Regions from separate parts of the Mus musculus genome. Here regions 1 and 2 are each linked to region 3. A link is a contact called in public Hi-C and promoter capture Hi-C data. All regions are on one chromosome and are shown on one strand. Each heading gives the region's core, a stretch centred on a gene start, on an enhancer-like site or on the middle of the called end of the contact. The rest is flanking DNA. Distances are from core to core; before and after follow the strand shown. Region 1 holds the start of Acss1 (acyl-CoA synthetase short-chain family member 1). Region 2 holds the start of Entpd6 (ectonucleoside triphosphate diphosphohydrolase 6). Region 3 holds the start of Cd93 (CD93 antigen).

Region 1 (4,591 bases), core at 891-3,390, 2.2 Mb after region 3:
CAGCTCTAATAGTAGAAGAATAGAGGCCAGAGAATTCCTAGAAGACCACACCCAAGCCTCACCATAAGGCTGATACCACTTCTTATCAGCTACAAGCTTGGTCGTCCCAGCGGCCTTGACCTCTTAAGGGAGGAGAGGTTTCCAAAGAAGCCGCACACTTTCTGCCCCCTTCCTTCTGCAAACTGCTATACTCACTTGAAGGACACTTTCTGCAAACGCAAGAACTTCTTAACCCAAGTTGAAGAATTTGCTGACTCAAGTCTAAAGGCAACACTTATCTAGTAAAAGACTCATTTAGATTAAACTTGTCAAGTGATATAATATACGGGGGAAAAATGACTTGTCCAAAGTTTCTTTAAAGTTTTGTGCTTTAAAAAAAGAACAGGGGGCTGGCAAGATGGCTCAGTGGTTAAGAGCGCTGACTGCTCTTTCGAAGTTCCCGAGTTCAAATCCCAGCAACCACATGGTGGCTCACAACCATCCGTAATGAAATCTGATGCCCTCTTCTGGAGTATCTGAAGACAGCTACAGTGTACTTACATATAATAAATAAATAAATAAATAAATAAATAAATAAATAAATAAATAAAAACAGACCCTATAATTTCTGAATATATTAAATCAGAACTGCTACAGCTTATTGATCACCAGTAAGCCTGGACAGGTTACTGTATCCCCACCCCCAGCACTGCGGTACAGACAGCATAAGAGGTGAGTATTGCTTTCTCATTTTACAAATGGGGCGATTGAGACGCACCAAAGCTGAAGAGGTAGTGAAACTGCAGACACCAGATTCCACCTCTAACTTTGGTCCTTAAACAAAGCATCACCTGCCACCTCGTCTTAAAGACCTTCAGTTCGTCCCTTACGCATCTCTGACCCATCCAACCCTCGCTCCCATCCCACAGGAATGCAAAAGTTCCCAACCCTCTGCTGTGCACCAGAGACACAGCCTGTCTGTCCAGCCCCTCTCAGTCCAACCCCTCCTTCAGTTCTCGGCTCCTCCGTGTGTTTCCCTGCCTCCACCCTCAGCAGAATCCGGGCTCATCAGAAAACTGACAGCTAGAGTGACTGATGTGTCTCGTTTAGAGATCAAGGGGGAGGCTGGTACATAGTCCAAGCTGGCTTTGAGTTCAGCTCCTCTTGACTCAGACTCCGGAGAGCTGAAGTTACACCTGCCTTTGACACTGTAGACGTTTGTTTTTGGGGTGCAGTTCTTAGACCGAGAACTTCCTGCCCACATACCCCAACCGGAGGAGATAAGCAGTTCCCTCCCAGGGGCTGACACTTTCTTCTTCCTGCACCCACCAAGCTCTGTTTACACTGCAAGGTTTGTCCTCAGGGGAGCCTCGAGCCCTAGCACCTGCAGTTGCCGATAGCAACCTATGTACTTTGCGTTTACCCTGCTGATCTGGGGGCCCTGAGTCAGAAAAGCCTGGACTCTTGGAGCATGGGCTCTCTCCATCTAGGCCTATCTGGGGTCCTAAGCTTTGTGTCTGAAGACAAAGCCCCCTAGAATCTGTGTTAGGGTAGAACACTCTGAGGTTAAACCGGGTATCCCCAGTTTCCCGCTAGAGACAGCGCTGCAGACTTGGGAGGGTAACTGCTGCTTCGCCAGCTGCAGTCTCTAGATCCGGTGGAATACAGAACAAAGTGACGTGACCCAAGGATTAGGGTGGGTGGTGAAGCATTCTGGAGAAAAGAGCCAAGGCCTGGGGGCAGCTGCTACTGACTGGAGCCTCCCGAGTCTCGGCGAAAATGAGCTGGACCCAGCAAGGCACTCACCAGACACATTCAACTGGCCTCCCAGGAACCAGCCGATCTTGCCCGTCCTGAAGTCACAGTCCCAGACAGTATGGTAAGGAGTGTCCCAAACTAGTGTGTCACGGGCCAGCGGCCCCCAGAAGGCGGCCGGCTCCTGGGCTGCCTGAGCGCTCAACGCGGGGTACGAGCCTGGTTGCGCTGCTGCAGGAACGCAGCCCGGGAGTCGGGTGGCGGTCGAGCGGGACACGCTCAGTGACCACCCCGATTGTCCAGAGCGCCCTTGCAGGCCACGCAGCAGTCGCCCCACACCGCTGCCGAGGCTGCGCGCCGCCATCTCGCCCGACGCCCCACGCGGGTGCGGTAGCCTGAGCGCCCCTAAGAGTCTCCACGGCCCCGCCCCGGCTCCGCCCCCGCGGCCACCACCCACTACTTCTCTCCCGGAGAAGCAGCTTCCTTGAGCCTGCCCCTTCCCACCTCTTCCCTCCTGGACAGGGACTCCGGGAGGTGGGTAGAACTAGGTTTTGTTGTGCGCCCAGTCCGGGGCTAGCCCGCGCTCTCGGCTTCAGTTTCCTGGGTTTCTGCGATCTCTTTTTACAGACCAAATAACTTTCTGGCTGGCGACAGAAGCTGCAAGTACACGGTTGGCCCAGCCTCCGGACCTGGGACACAGGCAGCGCTCTGAGATAAGATTGGGAACGCGTCTAAGTGGTCATAAGAGCGAAGCAGCTCACAGATGGTGTGGATGAACCGTCAGTTGGTTCAGCATACCATAGATTGAAGTCAAAGCTTTCCTCCTTAGGAGACCTTCTGAGAGTAAAGCCCTCTCCCAATGGTGTGGGCCTGTACAACCATGCCACACACACATAAATCACCCGCAGCGGGCTAAAGGGCTGATGAGCAACCCTGGGGGCCTTCAAACAGGAAAGGAGGTGCTATGAAGGCCTGAGTCCAGTAACAATATTTTGGTTACCAGCTGCTGACCTCTGCCAGGGCAGGTACCACTTCCTTGGGACCCTTTGCTGATTCCAGGTGGTGGGAAGCTATGGGAAAGAATAAATCAATGTCCATATCACATTGGGCCTCGTTGACCATCAGCTCCGTCATGAAGTTCAAGTTTTTGTTACTGAATAATCAAGAGTAAAAAGAAATGTGTCTCTACCAAATACTTAAGAAGTGAATAAATAATAAAAAAAATAAACACTAGAGGTCGGAGACTTTGGAAAACTGGTTTGTGGAGTTCTTCGGGCTGGCAAAGACTTTTTCCTGTTGGCAATGACAGCTGTAGATAGGTAGTTTCCTTGGAGGGGATACTGTGGGCAAGCTGCTGAGGAGGAAGGCGGTGCCAACAACTAGCACAGGCATATGTCCTGCCCTCAGCCAAGCACTTGTCCTTAATTCAAAAGTTAGGCAAGTGGGCACAGTGGTGCACATCTGGGGTCCCAGCTATTCACGAGTCCAAGGCAAAAAGATCACACCCTGGAGACCATGAGTTTGAGAGTAGCCTGAACAACATTGCTAGTCTCCACCTTAAGAAACCAAATCAAACCAAAAGCTAGGCTAGGGCCAGAAACAAAACAATGGAACACAGAAGGTTACATAGTGCTCGAATAAATAAGGAAGCACTCAAGCTAATAAAAAGAGACTTATAAAAGAGCACATTTTAGTTGAACACATAAAGCTATAGGTAAGAGAAAGGGCAGACTCTGCCAGGTGGTCTGAGAGATACCCACCAACACTTCCTCCTCCAGTGTGTACTCGGCATTTCCTGCTCCACCAAGACCAGGAGACTGAGCTGGAGGTGTGGAAGCTGAGTTGGGGGTGTGGCTCAGAGACAAAACACCTGCCTAGCATGCACAGGCCCTGAGTTCTACTGTCAGCATGCATAACCCTCTAAAAGGATGAAGATCCAGGCTAGCTGACCTCCTAGCTTTACTCCAGAGGACATGGCAGAAGTGATACTTTGACAGGCTGGCTAGATGCCAAGGCTGTGTTGAGGAAACCCTGTGTGCTGCTTCTTTTTTTTTTGGTTGGTTGGTTCCCAGCTGCCATGGTGTGAGGGAGTTGGTCCTGCCTTCTGGGGGCAAAGAACCCACAGAGAGACTGAGTTGCACCAGCCCACAACCAGGAACAGCTCTGGACAGATGTGCATCCACCTTGGCTGCTCTATACCAGGTATGGAGCCTCACCCTCAGCACAAAAGGCCTTTCTAGTGATTTGCGAGGTTGGAAGAAGTCTCAGATAATCTTAACTTTATTACTCAGCTGTAGCTAGCTGGCACAAAAACTACTCCTAAAATGTGAGGCCTTCCCTTTGCCAGTTCCTACACCTCATCCCCTGCACGCGTTGTCTTCTCTCTCCTTGTCTTCAAAGTGCTGGAGTTCTCAATCCTCCACTTTCCCCTCCAGGTCCCCTTGTCTTTCAAGCTGGAACCTGGAACCAGAACGTTTCCTCCAGTTTCAGCCCATATTCAAATGTTAGGTTTTGCTTTTGTTTTTTTGAGACAGTGCCAGCCTCAGACTTGAATGACCTTGAACTTTTAATCCTCCGCCCTACCTGCACTTCTTGTGTATCACGCAGATGTGTCACCATACTTTCTATATGGGATGTTGGGAACCAAACCTAGGGCTTCAAGCATTCTAGCCAAATAGTGTACCAACTGAGCGCAGCCCCAGCCCCTATTTAAATGTCTAATTAACCTCTTAAATATACCACATCCTGAAACCTCTTTCTCAAACACTGTCCTTCCAGATTAAAGAAGGTGAATACATGTTCTCATTGTTCAAGTGGCATATAATCTTGTCAACCTAGACTTTTCTCTCATACATGG
Region 2 (4,292 bases), core at 119-2,618, 2.3 Mb after region 3:
GTGAGAAAAGATCTACAAAAGGAAATGCCTGAGAGAATAGCTTTCCAAGTAGTGAGTATGACCACTTGTAAAAACTAAGACAAAAATTCTAGAGAATTTGAGAGAAGTATTGTGAAAGTGGAGAAGATGGTAAAAGATGTGAAGGCAGAAGACAGAAGCAGGGTCCTTACAGGTCCACGAACAAACTTCAAAACACTAGAAAATTAAGTCAAAACTGTGAGGTGCAGTTTTTCTACTACAAGTTAGCAAAGAACCCAGCGTTTGGAAGGACTCCACCGTTGAAGACGTGGGGAACCCATGCTTTCACACATTATTTGTAAGAGTGTTAATTAGTACAATAACTGAAGAGAAAATTGAGTCGTATCTCTGGAGTTGTATTCAAAGAGCATATAGTTTATCATAGCCAATTCCAATACTAAGACTCTCTCCCACAGCACATCCATAGTGAGTAGCAAGATAGTCAGTCCTTGGGATGCTGTAGTGCTATGTACAACAAAACAGCCAGGGAAGTGGGGAGGGGAGAGCTTTTAAGATCCGCCAAATAAGAGACCATATAGACTTCCGTTGTAATCAGATCTTGGTGGTTTTATTAAAGTGAGACAAGGCAAGGTCCAATGAGCTGCTCACATGCTGTTTACAATAGTTTCGCGGGACTAATAGCGATTGCCAACCCTACTCTCACACAGTATCCCCGCACTCTGTGGTTAGCATCCACCCACTCACTCCCTGAGTACCCCATCTTTTCATTAGAAATCCTTGCTTTTAGGCTTTCCCAGCCGATAGACAGGGATGTCCTCCAGGAACAAGACCAGTGTCCTGCACCCCAATGTATAGATGCCATCACGTGGGCAGGAAGAAGCGGAGTCCTGGTTCGGTGGGGAAAAGACAACTTGGGAGATATTCAGACAAATGAATTAGGGACATACATCCAGAGTCTCGCTGCAGTTAGGAGCTGACAACCTTGTGGCTTCTAGGAAGACATCAGAAAATATGGCCAAGGATAAAGGACGCTTGATAGCACCGCATTCTCTATTGTGAATGCATATCCTATCACGAATTCCCTTGAAAGTAAAAGAAGCAACTCGGGTGTGGAGGGATGCAGGAGGAAAGCCTACAGAAGGACGAGGTGATGGATGAGATTGAAGTAACTCCTACTCTAGTCAAGACAAGGCTCTGTTCCTCCCACACCTCAGGACTTGTTAGAAGGATCCAAGATAAGCAGGAGCTCCAGAGCCCCCTACTGGCAGAAAGAAAAATAAACACCCAAAGAGCACATGGCTATTGCGCCTGCGTGGCTGGCAAACGCCATGGCACACGCGCATCAACGCCGTCCTGCCCACCCGGTGACGCAAAGTGCACGTAGGCGGAGACAGCTTCTCGGCGTCTGCTGGGGTTTGCTTCCACGCGTTAAGGCTCTGTTGACGCGGACCGGCGCTGGAGAGCTGGGCGCGCGGTGTGTGGTCGCTGTCTGCCTCCGGCTACGCCACTACCTCTCCTGCGGGGCCGAGGGAGCCGTGCAGGGTAAGCGGGGCCAGCGAAATGTGCTTGGCCCGGAGGACTGACTACGGTTGGTCTCCCCACGCGCGCGAGGGACGGGGTTCCCCGTGGTGCAGTTCCAATGCCTGATACCTCCCTGGGCCCGGAGACAGCTCCGGGGGGAGGCCTCGGGGTCACTTGCGCTCTCGGTCCATTCAACTGGCTGTCTTTCCGACCCTGCTGCGTAGCCCTCGCACGTCTACAACACACCGTGGGACTCGTGAGCTATGCTGTAGGCCAAGCAGCAGGGGTCTCTGCCCGAGTGTAGCCCACAGCCCTGCCGCGTCCATTCATTCTGCTGGCTTGTGCTGACCCGCCCCCAGCAGAACCAGGCCCAGGCGCCTCCCCTTCTGCACTGGATAGCCCAACTGGGAGGCTCAGGAAACCGGGGAAACCCTGTGTTCTGATTGTGTGGAAGGTGGGAACGGTGGTGACATGGAAGAACTTACCAGGGGTCAGGGTGGTTCCACCTGAGTTGGTGTGTGGCCACAGGTGCTTCAGGTTAAAGGAGAGAGAAAGGTCCAGATGTAGACACCCAGAATGTAGGACAGGGAGTCAGTGAGAACACATTTTTATTTTAAAAGCATCAGGAAGTAATTGGTTTTGAGACAACATTGCTGAGTAGGTCACAGTGGACACAGCCCTTCACCCTGAGAGTATATCCCCCCCCCCCCAAAAAAAAATCAGTCACCTGAAAATACCTGGTCCTTTTGTGTCTCTGCAGATCCTGTGTGGTGAGGGGCGTAGGGAATGCTCATAGCCAGAATAGGAAACTCTCAGACAGTGAGGAAGGAGCTTCCCTAGGGAGAGGCAGAGGAATGTGATTACAGGATCTCTCCTGGGGTGCTGCAGAGCCATGAAGGGGGCTGAATACCTAGCGTTGAGGGGAGGTTTCCCCATCCCTGTTACCAGCGTTTTAACAATGTCCTTGAAAATAATGCAGCAAGCATAAAGGTAAGTCTGAATATTGCCCGCCCCCCTTCTCCTGCCCTGGAAGAAGTGTAGACTAAGATGGTGTGTATCTGAGTCCCATCTGGAGCCTCATGGACAGAACGAACCTGAGAGTTACACAGCTCTCTCTCTGTGTACTTAGGTCTGGAAGAACCTACTGGCCCATGCAGGCATAGCACCCTGCAAAAGAATCAGGAGGAGGCAGTCTTCACCGGACTGTTCATCTATCTATATCTATATCTATATACATATAGATATAGATATAGATATAGATATATGTGTTTTTTTTTCTTTCTACAACTACCAGGAGAAATACATGATGCTTTGTTAATATGCTTTATTTTTGGACACATGTGTAGCATGTGCAGCAGTCATTTCCCACATAGCTTGGTTCCTGTCTTTTAATGCAAACCTGAAAAGATCTGGCAGCTGCCAGTTTGAATCAGATGGAGCCTATTTCTGAGATCTAGCCTCCCCTCCTCGCTCGCCCTCTAACATTCTCTGACTCCCGCATCTACCTGACAGGAGGTGGACCTCCCCAAGTCACCTCTGCTTGCCTCTGTGTGCTGCTTCCTGTTCCGGTCCACTTCCTGCTCATTCTCCACTTGGCTGTAGTTCAAGCTGCTGCTTCTGCAAACGCTGTTCGGCAAAGTGCAAACTAAGGTTGAGCTGTTCTCGGTGAGCTTTTTGGGAGTCTGATCAGTATACCACCACTGGGTGTGAGACGTAGCTAGAGAAAAGTAGTCCTTCGTGCACTACCCCTTAGCTGTGGACAAACACTTCAACCCGACAGAAGAAAGTTGATGTTTGGAGTTGAGCCTCTGAAACATGGACACCCTGTGGACCAGTTTGTCTGGTTCTGGTCCTGTACCCCCTGGATATGATGTTCTGTTTGGATTGTTCATATCATCCAGAGCTTGCTGATATGTAAATGCAGTGATTGTAAATGCAAATTGATAAGTGTTGTCAGGTTGTATAAAGGTAGAGTCTTGTATTTCCAGGTTGGTGTAGGGCGCTCAGAGCACATGATGAAGATGTTCGGGCTGGGGAAGGCAGTGGTAGTAGGATTTTAGCAGAGGTTTTAGGATAGGGTCAGAATTGGACAAAATTGGCCCAGTTGATGGCTGAACATTCTGGGAATGGACAATAGTGTGTGCGCAAAGGGCCTGGGATGTGTAGGAGCTGAGTTTTCAGGGCAAAAAGAAGCACTGTGCTCTTGGAGTGCTTGGGCAAGGATCAAAGGTATGGTATGAGGTGCAAGTACCAGCCACCCACAGCAGGTGATGGATGAGAGCCGCTCATGAGAGCATTGGGTAGCTCTTAAGTGCAATGGAACCAAGTGAGATCCAGAGCACGGCAGGAGCTGGGGCCTGGCAAGGGAGGCTTACCCCTTGGCATCTGCCAAGAAAACCGTTCTGAGCCCTACAGGTGGCAGGAACAGGGGAAAGTTTTGTCTTATTTTCTTGCTCTGGGCCTGGGGCTCAGAGGCAGCATTCATCTAACCTGGGCTGCTTGCCTAAGAGTGTTTGAGTGTGACCAGAGATGGGACCAAGGAAGGCCTGCTCTGTGTACAGTGTCATCCCACTTCTGTTTTACCCAGACCAGCTCAGGATGAGTTCCCCGGCCTAGAACTACTGTTCTCTCCTCACGCAGGGCAGCCACAAGGTCCTTCTGCCCATCGTTGTCCCCAGTTCCCATGTGATGTATCCTCTGCCCATCTACAAAGCCTGTAGTGCTTATGTTCTTTGTGGCTCCCCTCGAGCACATTGAATTCCCAGGTTGCATTGCAAGTTATGTGGTGGTCC
Region 3 (4,270 bases), core at 993-3,492:
TGAGATGCCATGGAACTCTGCCATATCTGCATCCTTGGTCCCCTTGCCGCTACTCCACATGAACTCATAGGACAGATAGGCACTTTTGGACTGGGCTGCTGAGGTTGGCTTTAAACAACAAATGGCCTGCTGACTGTTTGTCTCTGCTCTCAGTTCTGTGGTCTGTGCCTCCCAGGCCTACATCTGGCTGCCCAGCTACCCAAGTAACCTATGGCACTTTACCTGTACTGATTCTCCGGGGCTTGGCTCTCTGCTCGCTCTGGAACCCAGGAATAGCTGTCGGCTGCATTCTGAGGCTTCTTCTCTTTTATCTCCTCCTTCTTGGCTCTCCGTTTATGATAAATGAGAATCCCTAGGGCCAGCACCAGCAAGAGTGAGATGGCCACCACCGTCCCCAGGATGTAAAACAGAAGCAGGTTCTGCCCATCGGTGTCACTGTGTGCAGACACAGAATCTTCATGTGTCGGCTTGCTGTGGCCGGAGGTCGTGGGGAGGTATGTGCCCAACTCGAACCAGACATCAGATACTTCACTAGGGATTTCTATTTCTAGTGGAACAGAGGCAGTGGGAATATCTGATTGGACGAAGAGACCTGTTGTCTGTGCTCTGTTGGAGACATCCTTAGAGCCACTAGGAGAACTGGGCATTTCAGTAGGAGGCATAGTACTCTCCTTTCTGTCATCGTTGTCTTCCTTTTGGGGAGGCCTGGCTGGTAGTTCAGAAAACACAGTGCCCCTGCTACAAAAGACCCCATTGGGAGCCAGCTCCCAGCCTGGCGGGCAGCCACACCTGAAGGAACCATCTGTGTTGAAGCACAGGGAATCACATGGATTGCCCCTTGCGTCCGAACACTCATCTATATCCTCACACTGGGTACTGTCTTCCCCAGACACAATATAGCCCTCTTTACAGGAGCAGTAGAAAGAGCCATCAGTGTTGATGCAGCCTTGGGCACAGGGCGAGTTGGCAGCTGCACACTCATCCACATCTTCACAGGCCTCTTCCTTGGGGCCACTGGGTTGGTAACCAACCCAACATTCACAGTGGAAGCTCCCTAGAGTGTTGACACAATCCTGGGCACAGGGGGAGTCCTGGCACTCATCTATATCCACACAGTGCACTTGGCTAGAGTCCAGCTGGTAGCCGCTGGGACAACGGCAAGTGTAGTTTTCACTGAGTGGTACAGAATGGCACATGCCACCTCCTGTGCATGGGTTTGAGCTGCAGGGGTTCCTGGAGGCACAAGTTACTAGATCATCCAGCAGTCGAAATCCAGGCCGGCAGCCGCAGCGGAAGGAGCCATCGCCACCTTCGAAGCAATCCTGCTGGCAGCCCCCGTTGTTGAAACTGCAACCAAACTTGGGGCTGACACAGAGTGGGCCTGAGCTGCCCCAGTGAAATATTCCTGGAGTCTTTTCATTGCATAGGAAATAGTGGGTTTCACTCTTAGCTTCATCCCCACAAGCTACATTGGCTACAGAGGCAAAAGGCACAGCCTCCAGAGAGGAGGTAGTGGCCTGGAAAGGGGTGGTATAGGTCACCCGCCCTGGACCACCCAGCGCCAGTGGCCTACACATGCCTTTGAAGTTGAACTTGCACAGGAAACCTTCAATGCTGTTACCTGGAGCTTCGGGGGTCCCACAGGGACTCTCATGCCACTTGGGCAGATGGCTGGGGTGAGGTGTCAAGGACAGGTCCAGTATGAGGGACACACAGCGTTTAAAGATACAGGAGCTCTTGCTGGCTTTGTACCAGTTTGAATAAGCTGTGTCCTCTCCACCACCCACCCAGCTGAAGCCCCTCATTGGCAAATCATGGTACGTACAGTTGCCCTTCTCTCGCTGGAGCCCGATCCAGAATTTGCCCATCTTTGCTTCCAAGGGTGCCTTGGTCTTCAGGAGCTGAGTCAGGGCTTGCTGAACATGCCGGGCCTCCTCCTCACTCTTCACGGTGGCAAGATTGCCTCCATTCTCATTGCAGCGATGCTGGGCTTCAGCGGCACTCAGCTTGCCCCAATGGGCTGTATAGCAGGCAGTCCCCTCGCACACCACAGCCTGTGAATCAGCAGCAGCCCCTGCCCAGGGCTGGCCAAGGAGCCCCAGCAGCAGGAACAAACCAGTTGAGATGGCCATTCTTCTGTGTCTCCTTCTGGGAGGGGCTAGACTCCCCTGCGGTGACAGCAGCAGCCGGTGGAACCTGGACCTTGACACCAGGCTGTGCTCTGAAGGGAGCAGAGGCGCACTGCTGCTTTCACACTACCACAGCTCTGGCATTGAGAAGGTTACAAAGACTCGCTTTTCACGTCCTCCTGACCCAGGGCGCATCCTGTGCTCTCCTACTTCTTATTTCTCACCGGATGCTGGGGTTTCCTGCCATGAATAGCCTTCTGACTCCTGTTGCCTTCATCACGGTTTTGTTGTTCAGAGGGCAGTCTCTGGCTCAGAGCTGTGGAAACACAGAGGATCCAAGAGATATGGCTGCTTTATTTTGAGTCCGTTCACTTTCCCATACCACAAAGAGCCCCAGTGGCATGCTGTCCAGTGAGCAGAGACTTTGGGGGGTGGGAGGGTAGAGACTTGAAAAGTATCATCCAAGTAACCCATGATAAAATTCCACTTCAGATTGCAAACCACCAGAAGGGAAAGAAAAATATGTGACGCTTGAGACACAAGGGCATGGAAAGATTATAGTTTTCGGCCTTTTTTAGAAGCAAACTGGATCTGCTTTTTTTTCCTATCTTGTACCCTGTCTCTGTTTTTGGAGTCGTTTTTTTCTTTTATTCTTCCCATCATGAACTTTAAATAGACAGGAAGCTTTTAAATAGGATTTTGGCTGTGGGAATTTCTGGGTTTCCAACAATGTCAATCTCCATGAGAATATATATATTTTTTAAAAAGGTGAAAATAGTTTTCAGGGTTTCCTAGTGCACTATAAATGAAGTGTCAGGGTCCCCAAAAGATCAGAAAGATGGGAAAATGAACCTGGCCTGCCTTGTCATATTCCCTAACCCAAGGCTTAGGCGGAGTTCAAAGGCACAGGAGCACAATCAGAGGCTGCAGCTCAAAATCACGATGTAAGAATCAACACCCGGGCAGGCGTTACAGCTCACAGCACCTGGGCCAAGGCCTGTCTCAATCAAAGCTAGCCACTGGAAGGTGGAAACTACGTTTAACTGCCCCTGTCCCCAACCACCACCATATTCTACTTGACCCCAGCTAGACTCAGAGTCTAACACTTTGGAGAAAGTGTTAGATTAAGAGATAAAGGAAAGTAGTAACAGAATGAGGCCACACAAGTGTGCTAATGAGCCCAGCCTCCTAAGATAGGTTAAAAGCCACTTCACAGAGTCATCCCAGTGGAGGCAGGATCCAGCTGAGGCAGGATTCTGGGCAGATCTTGAGCACTCACTCCTCTATTGCTGGCAGCTGGCTACACTGTTCTCTCACTTGCTTTTGAGGTCACTTTGCAATTTCTAGTCTTGGCCTGCCAGATCATATGCCCCTTCCAGAGGCAGGGCTTGACACGGGCAAATGTCCTGATAGATTTTTTGGGGTGGGGTGGGGGGGTGTTTTGTTTTGTTTTGTTTTCTTTATTAGATGCAATTTCTTCTTCCCAAGATGCCCACGGTTGTGAGTGTGGTCGTGACTTGCAAGAGGAAGCAACCCAAAAGAACATGTGAATTAAGAGATTTGTGTTACCACAGATCTCAATGTTAGTGGGAAGTGGGGAACTATGGCAACACTGAAAGGGAGAGGGAGGGGAGAGAAATAAGGAGAGGGAAGGACAGAGAGAAGATAGGGGGAGACTAGGGAGGAAGGGGGGAGAAGGATGGAGAGAGGAAGAGAGGATATCAAAGCTTTTATTGGGGTTCAGGATATTGTCTAGGCAGGTTTTTAGGGGAATGCTATCTGGAGTTCAGAACTAACAAGACCTGATTCCCAAGAATTCACTCAAACCTTTTCTCAGGTGTCCATAGCATTCCATCCACCTCATCATCCACTTAGCTACTCAGCCATGCACTAATCCATCCATCTACTCAGCCATCTACCAGTCTAATAACTTTTCATATTGGATACCAGGCTAAACACTAATTACAGGGAGGTATTCTTACCTTCATGATTTCAAAAAGTGACAAATGTGAACAATTCAGTATTGATTCACTTCATTGAAGGCAACATAAGGCAAAGCAAGGGGTGGCAGAAAAGACCATTATCAGAATCCGAAGCTGGTAGTGGGAAGTAGGCAGTACGGAAGGGAATAAAAAGGGCAA

What was found. Promoter capture Hi-C pulls out the DNA fragments that hold promoters and counts their contacts. A called contact is a pair of places that touch in the nucleus more often than the background predicts.
Region 1: a contact with region 3 is called in a promoter capture Hi-C map of pre-B cells. The contact joins the promoter of Acss1 here to the promoter of Cd93 in region 3. A contact is called at or near these places in 1 of 39 promoter capture datasets (pre-B cells) and 1 of 115 datasets of contacts at active chromatin or transcription factors (large pre-B cells).
Region 2: a contact with region 3 is called in a Hi-C map of B cells, with 5 read pairs. The contact joins the promoter of Entpd6 here to the promoter of Cd93 in region 3. A contact is called at or near these places in 1 of 39 promoter capture datasets (liver) and 1 of 484 Hi-C or Micro-C datasets (B cells).

The regions. Positions count from the first base shown.
Region 1 is chr2:150,666,100-150,670,690 of GRCm38.p6, forward strand. Acss1 (acyl-CoA synthetase short-chain family member 1) reads right to left here and starts at 2,141. Exons shown (of 14, transcript NM_080575.2): 1 at 1,786-2,141. The coding sequence starts at 2,098. E130215H24Rik (RIKEN cDNA E130215H24 gene) reads left to right here and starts at 1,395. Exons shown (of 2, transcript NR_040331.1): 1 at 1,395-1,858; 2 at 2,362-2,833.
Region 2 is chr2:150,747,713-150,752,004 of GRCm38.p6, forward strand. Entpd6 (ectonucleoside triphosphate diphosphohydrolase 6) reads left to right here and starts at 1,369. Exons shown (of 14, transcript NM_172117.5): 1 at 1,369-1,521.
Region 3 is chr2:148,441,293-148,445,562 of GRCm38.p6, forward strand. Cd93 (CD93 antigen) reads right to left here and starts at 2,243. Exons shown (of 2, transcript NM_010740.3): 1 at 223-2,243. The coding sequence starts at 2,132.